Regions from separate parts of the Arachis hypogaea genome. Here region 2 is linked to region 1. A link is a contact called in public Hi-C data. All regions are on one chromosome and are shown on one strand. The core of a region is the stretch at or near the end of the contact, and the rest is flanking DNA. Distances in the headings are between cores, read along the strand shown. Region 1 holds the start of LOC112710124 (galactoside 2-alpha-L-fucosyltransferase). Region 2 has its middle 5.4 kb from the start of LOC140184047.

Evidence for each region. Hi-C and Micro-C count contacts between places; a contact is called where the count stands out from the background.
Region 2: a contact with region 1 is called in a Hi-C map of leaf, with 2.9 times the contacts expected there. The contact joins the enhancer-like site here to the promoter of LOC112710124 in region 1. A contact is called at or near these places in 5 of 8 Hi-C or Micro-C datasets (leaf and an unstated tissue).

What each region holds. Positions count from the first base shown.
Region 1 is chr1:110,919,149-110,922,033 of arahy.Tifrunner.gnm2.J5K5, forward strand. LOC112710124 (galactoside 2-alpha-L-fucosyltransferase) reads left to right here and starts at 1,387. Exons shown (of 2, transcript XM_025762237.3): 1 at 1,387-2,101; 2 at 2,469-2,885. The coding sequence starts at 1,834.
Region 2 is chr1:111,003,855-111,006,739 of arahy.Tifrunner.gnm2.J5K5, forward strand. No RefSeq gene overlaps it. Among protein-coding and RNA genes, the nearest start is that of LOC140184047, 5.4 kb to the left of the region's middle. Within about 2 kb of position 1,472, at least 3 of the 3 cell types and tissues checked have open chromatin away from gene starts, as enhancers often do.

The DNA.
Region 1 (2,885 bases), core at 137-2,636:
TAGTAAATATTACTCTAGGTCTTCCAATTGTAGTGCAATACGCTTGCTTTCTTCACTCGTGCGTGTAATCATCCCCATAGCTTCTTCCTTTCCAACAACCTTTCCTATGTAATCTGCATATCACAATAAGGCCATTTAAACATAAACCTGTAATAACATTCAAGATCATATCTTAACAAAATAAAAAGTATGTCGATGTAACGTACCAAACAACAAATTTTCATCCATTGGAGCATTTGCCTCAAGTTCAGCAAATGGGCACATTTTGAATGGGTTAAAAGGAAAGTCTCAATTGGAAGGACTTCCACGTCTGTCTTTGTATAGAAGCTAAGCTTGTACTTATGAGCAGTTATCCTTACCTTCTCATTGTTAATTTTCACAATAAAATTTGGCATATTATACATGGCATGCTCTTTTATTCTCTCCCTGAACAAATCCAACCCATGCTTGCATATCGTTGCATGAATTCTATCACCCTGCAAAACATTTTAAAACCCAAGAAACTAAAACTTGTTAGAAAGGCACTCAAGAAGAATATGCAATGTATAATAATCACTCATTCAATACCTGCTCATCTTGCAAAACCATCTCCAAGTTAAACACCTCATTCTGGTTTCACTGGCTGGAAAACTCATACAATCGGGCAACACCCACGACTAATGACCAAGTAAGCTTGTTTGATGTCTCTGATCAAGTCTATTTTTGCAGCCATTCTTTGCACTCTAAAACTGCTTCAACCAAAAGTTCTACTAGGTACAATTAACAATAGATTTATATTTTCTATGTAACCTGTAGAGTTGTTCCTCTATTAATGAATGGAATGAGCAGAAAAAACTGAGATTTTTAAAGAATTCCGATGAGCGTCAAAATAGAATGTTCCAAATCTAATCATTTATTAATCGCAAATCTTTACACATGAACGGAAAGATATGCTACTTGCATCTGGAATTTAATTTTGTTAAAAAATTTGACCAACGAAGCCGTCACTTCTACACTTTTTTTTGAAGGAACACTGTAACTACTTCGTCCACTGAGATGTTATTTTCGCGAACAGTCTTGCTAAAAGGATAATAATTTTTTTTTTTTGGATGATAGTCGACAATTTTTGGAGGCTTCTTTATGCAAAAGCCAATACATTGCAATGGATTTGTATTTTCATTTTAATGGAAGGAACACTATTCATTGCGGACAACGTGTTATCACCTCTGAAACTTTAGAGTTAGGTGTTCTTAGTGAGAACACTCTTCAAATCTCGTGTACTGAACTGCTTAATTATTATATTTTAAATAGATATTAATCTCTAATACTTTCCTATTCTTTAATTAATTCATGAAATGTGAGACTCACAGAATACCAAAAGAAAAAAAAAACGGTCATTGAGACATTATATGAAAAACTTTATTTTATTTTAAAATTGAAGGAGGCGGACAACACATAGCCATAAATAATGGCGATTGGTAGTGGAAGGTAACATTAACATAATAGAGCCACCGACAGCCAATTTTACATAAACACTAGGATTGTATTATTAATTCTTATTAAAGAAAACAAAAATCATCCAAAAATGATGTATATTACAAAAGTAATATGAGCACATAAAGAATCAATTATGTAATTAATTTTATATGTGCTTGTATTTAATATATTTTAATGTATATTTGGTATTTTTATAATGTTTCTTTTCAAATGACTCTATTAAATTATGTCTTAACCTTAGTGGCACAGCAACACTGTATGTATGAGTTAATCAGTTTTGGATTTAGATCATTGTTCAGTGTCTCTTGTTGAAGCAAGAACCACACCTATTACTCTTTAACTTTCTATGTGCAAGTGATGAAAAGGCTCATTACAATTAGGAATGTGGAAGAAGGTGGTGACACTGATGATGCATTGAAGAATCTGAATCTGAATCTGTCCTCAGATTTGGAGAAGAAGAATAATACTACTACTCTCCCTCTTATGCGTTTGATGGGGTTCTTTCTTGTTTCTTTCATGCTCTTCTCTGTGCTCTTCTCACTCTCTGTTGTTCTTAGAGACCCTCCCTCTGATGCTGTTCTAGAAGCTTCACCCACTCTTACTACTACTGTCTTTCAGCAACAAGGTAATTTCTTCATCATTCCCAATGTTTCATTGTGTTAGCTACTTGGTTTAAGATTAACTTGCTTAATTTATTCTTAGCCTGGTGCATTTCAATTTTCTAAGCAAAATGGAACTTTGATTCAGAAAGTATAAGCATTGTTTTACTTCACTACTGTTACCCTAGGGTACTCTATGATGCCAAGATTTTAACTTTTTTAGGGTTCTTACATTTGATTGATTCTCTTTCTAAATGTTCAATTCAACTCATCATTGAGTTCAATGAACTGATTTATCCATGTCCAAAAATTTGTCTTTCTTGTGATTTAGTGCTTTACTATTTATTTGAATTCATTGTTAAGTAATGGAATTTGATGTTCTGTGACTTGAAGGTGTGAACAATATTTCCTCTGATTCTGTTGAGAAGCCAATTGATAAACTGATTGGTGGCCTTCTAATCGATGGATTCGATGAAAGATCTTGTCTCAGCAGGTATCAATCAGCCAATTATCACAAAGGACTATCACCTAAACCTTCTTCTTACCTTGTTTCTAGGTTAAGAAAATATGAAGCTCTACACAAACAATGTGGACCTTATACCGAAGCTTATAACAAAACTGTGAAAGAACTCAGGTCTGGTCAGTTTTCCAAGTCCTCACCTTGTAAATATGTTGTGTGGATTTCATTTAGTGGATTGGGGAATAGGATATTGACCCTAGCTTCTACATTTCTTTATGCTCTCCTTACGGACCGAGTTCTGCTGGTCGATCCGGGAGTGGATATGGTTGATCTCTTTTGTGAACCATTCC
Region 2 (2,885 bases), core at 222-2,721, 85 kb after region 1:
CTATTAAGAAATATTATGTCACAATTTAATAATAATAATAATAATTTTACTAATATATTTTTTAATGACACATTTTAAATATACTATGAAAAAATTATTGTACCAAAAATTATTAATTAAATTTTCATTGTGTTGAATAGGTTAAAAATTAAAATTTTTTTGGAATAAATATTCAAATTGGTTTTAATTAAAGAATTTTAGATTGGATATTTTAGTTTACAACAATTTTTTTTCACTGGAACTATTTGAAAATTATTTTTATCAGATAAATTAATCATTTCGTCATTTTCAATTAAATTTTTTAATCTGCGTGTTAAACAAATAAAATAAATTAATCCCCATCAAAACAATGACCAGACCAATATATCCAACATGAATAATTTTTGAGGAGTAGTTACAGGAAATAAAAATTTATTAAAGACTAAAACGTTTGAATTAAATTTTTTTAAAGACTAATTTCTGTGTTTATTTTATTATTATTATACTACTAAAATATATCTTTATCTTTATTATACCATATAGTTAAATTGTAATACTAATAATGTTATTAGTGCAAATAAATAATTCTATTATAAATAAATTACTATCTCTGATTACTCATTAAATATTAAAAAAAATATTCAAAGGTCAGCAAAATTTTGTTTTTTTTAGTTATTCATCCAACTCATTTAGTTTAGTAATTCAATAACATGTTTTTAATTAGTCTATATTTTTATACATTGATATTTAACTATTAGACAAAAACAATAAATTTTATTAATTTTCTAACATTCTTCAAATATTAATTTGACAAAATTATATATATATATATATATATCTTTCAAATTTACCACTAGAAATAATAAACCCTACTATCATACATGCTGAAAATCCGTTATTAGTCAAAGATGGATACCGGAACAATACAATGAGTTCCCCAGAGAAGGACACAGATAAAATTATATTTGATTCAAAGAGCCACGTAGGTAGCAATTATATTATTATTATAGAAAACTTGGATTTTAATTTGCTGATCCTCCTATATATTTTGTCATTTTCACCCAAAAGTAGGATCTGCCTATATATATAGCCTATAGTAAATTCACTAAATTGATTGGTTTAAAGACATAGGTGGTTAGGCACAGTACATTAATTACTGATTAGCATGCAATATCTCATTTTTGTATTTTAATAATGTATTAATTAGTTTCAGTTCACCTCTCTCTCTCTCCACTTGTTACATGCACTACAGTAAATTGCGGGCAGAATATGCCACAATTTCTGTTTGGTGTTCGTCACCCATTAGAACGAACCAATTGTCTTTTTATGTCTTAACAACTCGAATTATTGGATGATTCATGTCACCTAGCTAGGGGGATTAATTAATCCAACACTAAATTATTTAATAACATGTCAAGTCTAGAATAATTGTTGTATTGTATCTAGCTTACTTTAGATTATCTTCAAGATTATATGTAGGTTACATTATATTGGTTAAGGGTTGGGTTATTGTGGGACTCGTGAACATGATGAAATGAAAGGGACAAGGACCTAAAGGGTATTTCACAGAAATCGCTAGTATTGGTGTTTTTTTTTTTCCCTTTTTTGTGGCACCTAATCTTAAAAATCGTAGGGAGATTGGTGTGATGATTCATTGGTTTCCAGCACAACCGCAACTGACAATTGACATTAATATATAATATACAATATATTCTAAACGAATAACATGCATATGAAAAGAGTGGTCCAAACAAATTATATAGTTTATTATTACAGATATGATGTTTTTCTAAAGTTTGTTTCTTTTTATAGCTTTTCATTGTAAACTCGGTGATAAAAATGCTATGTATATGCATAGCATTGTGACATCAATAATTGAGAAGTAGCTAGTACTGACCATAGTAGCGTAGCAAATGCTTGAAATTAATACATGAAGGAATCTTGGATTCGATCAAATTCAAGATGTTACTTAAGATAATTTAGTTTGCGCACTACTTGAAGCTAATAGTTTTGATTGAGATATATATTATTTATAAATAAGCTAGTTCAAGCTTGAGTTATTAGGGCTACATAGTAAGGGCAAGGCCAACCCAACCTAGCTTCGAGTCTCAACTAAGTATCTTGTAGTACACAATAGAAAAGCTGCCAATAAGGTCGTTATAGATCGTAAAAAGAGTAAAATATAATTTTTATTCATAAAAATAAAAAAAATCTGAAAATTAAACCAATCACCAAACCAATAAATTTAAAAATTCAAAAATTTAAAATTCAACTAATATTTAATCAGAATTGAATGAGATATAATAAAATAATATATTTATGCAAAATATATATTTTTTTAAAAAAGTTATTTTTTATATTTTGTTATTTTTAATCAATTAACCTTTAAAAAATTCTACTAGTTTAATCGGTTAACCACCCCCGCTCCCACCATCGTACCCCCCACCACTGTCACTACCTCCTCCACCTCGATGACTGTCGTCGTCACTTCCGTCATCTCCGTCACCACTATCGTCGTCCTCAGCACTACTATCATCCTGCCTGCCTCTACCTCTGTGTTAGGCTCCACCACGACTACGACCTATAGCTCCTCGCACTCCACGAGACCTCCTACCTCGCCTCCCATGACCCCTCCCCTCCATTCTATTATTGATGGCCTCCTCCAACTGAATCCACTCACGCTGGCTCGATCATGTCCCTACACGCTGCCTCTGCGCAACCTGACGGTTGTCTGGAACATCTGGAATTTGGTCAATCACAGGGACTCGTCCAGGACCTCTATGTATCACCTGCGCTGAAATTGCAGTTGTCCTGAGACCACCTAGGAAGAGCTCAGGCAACAAGAATCTCATGCCGTATTGATACCACCAATCCAGGTACTCATGGAAAGGTCTTGGATCTGTAAC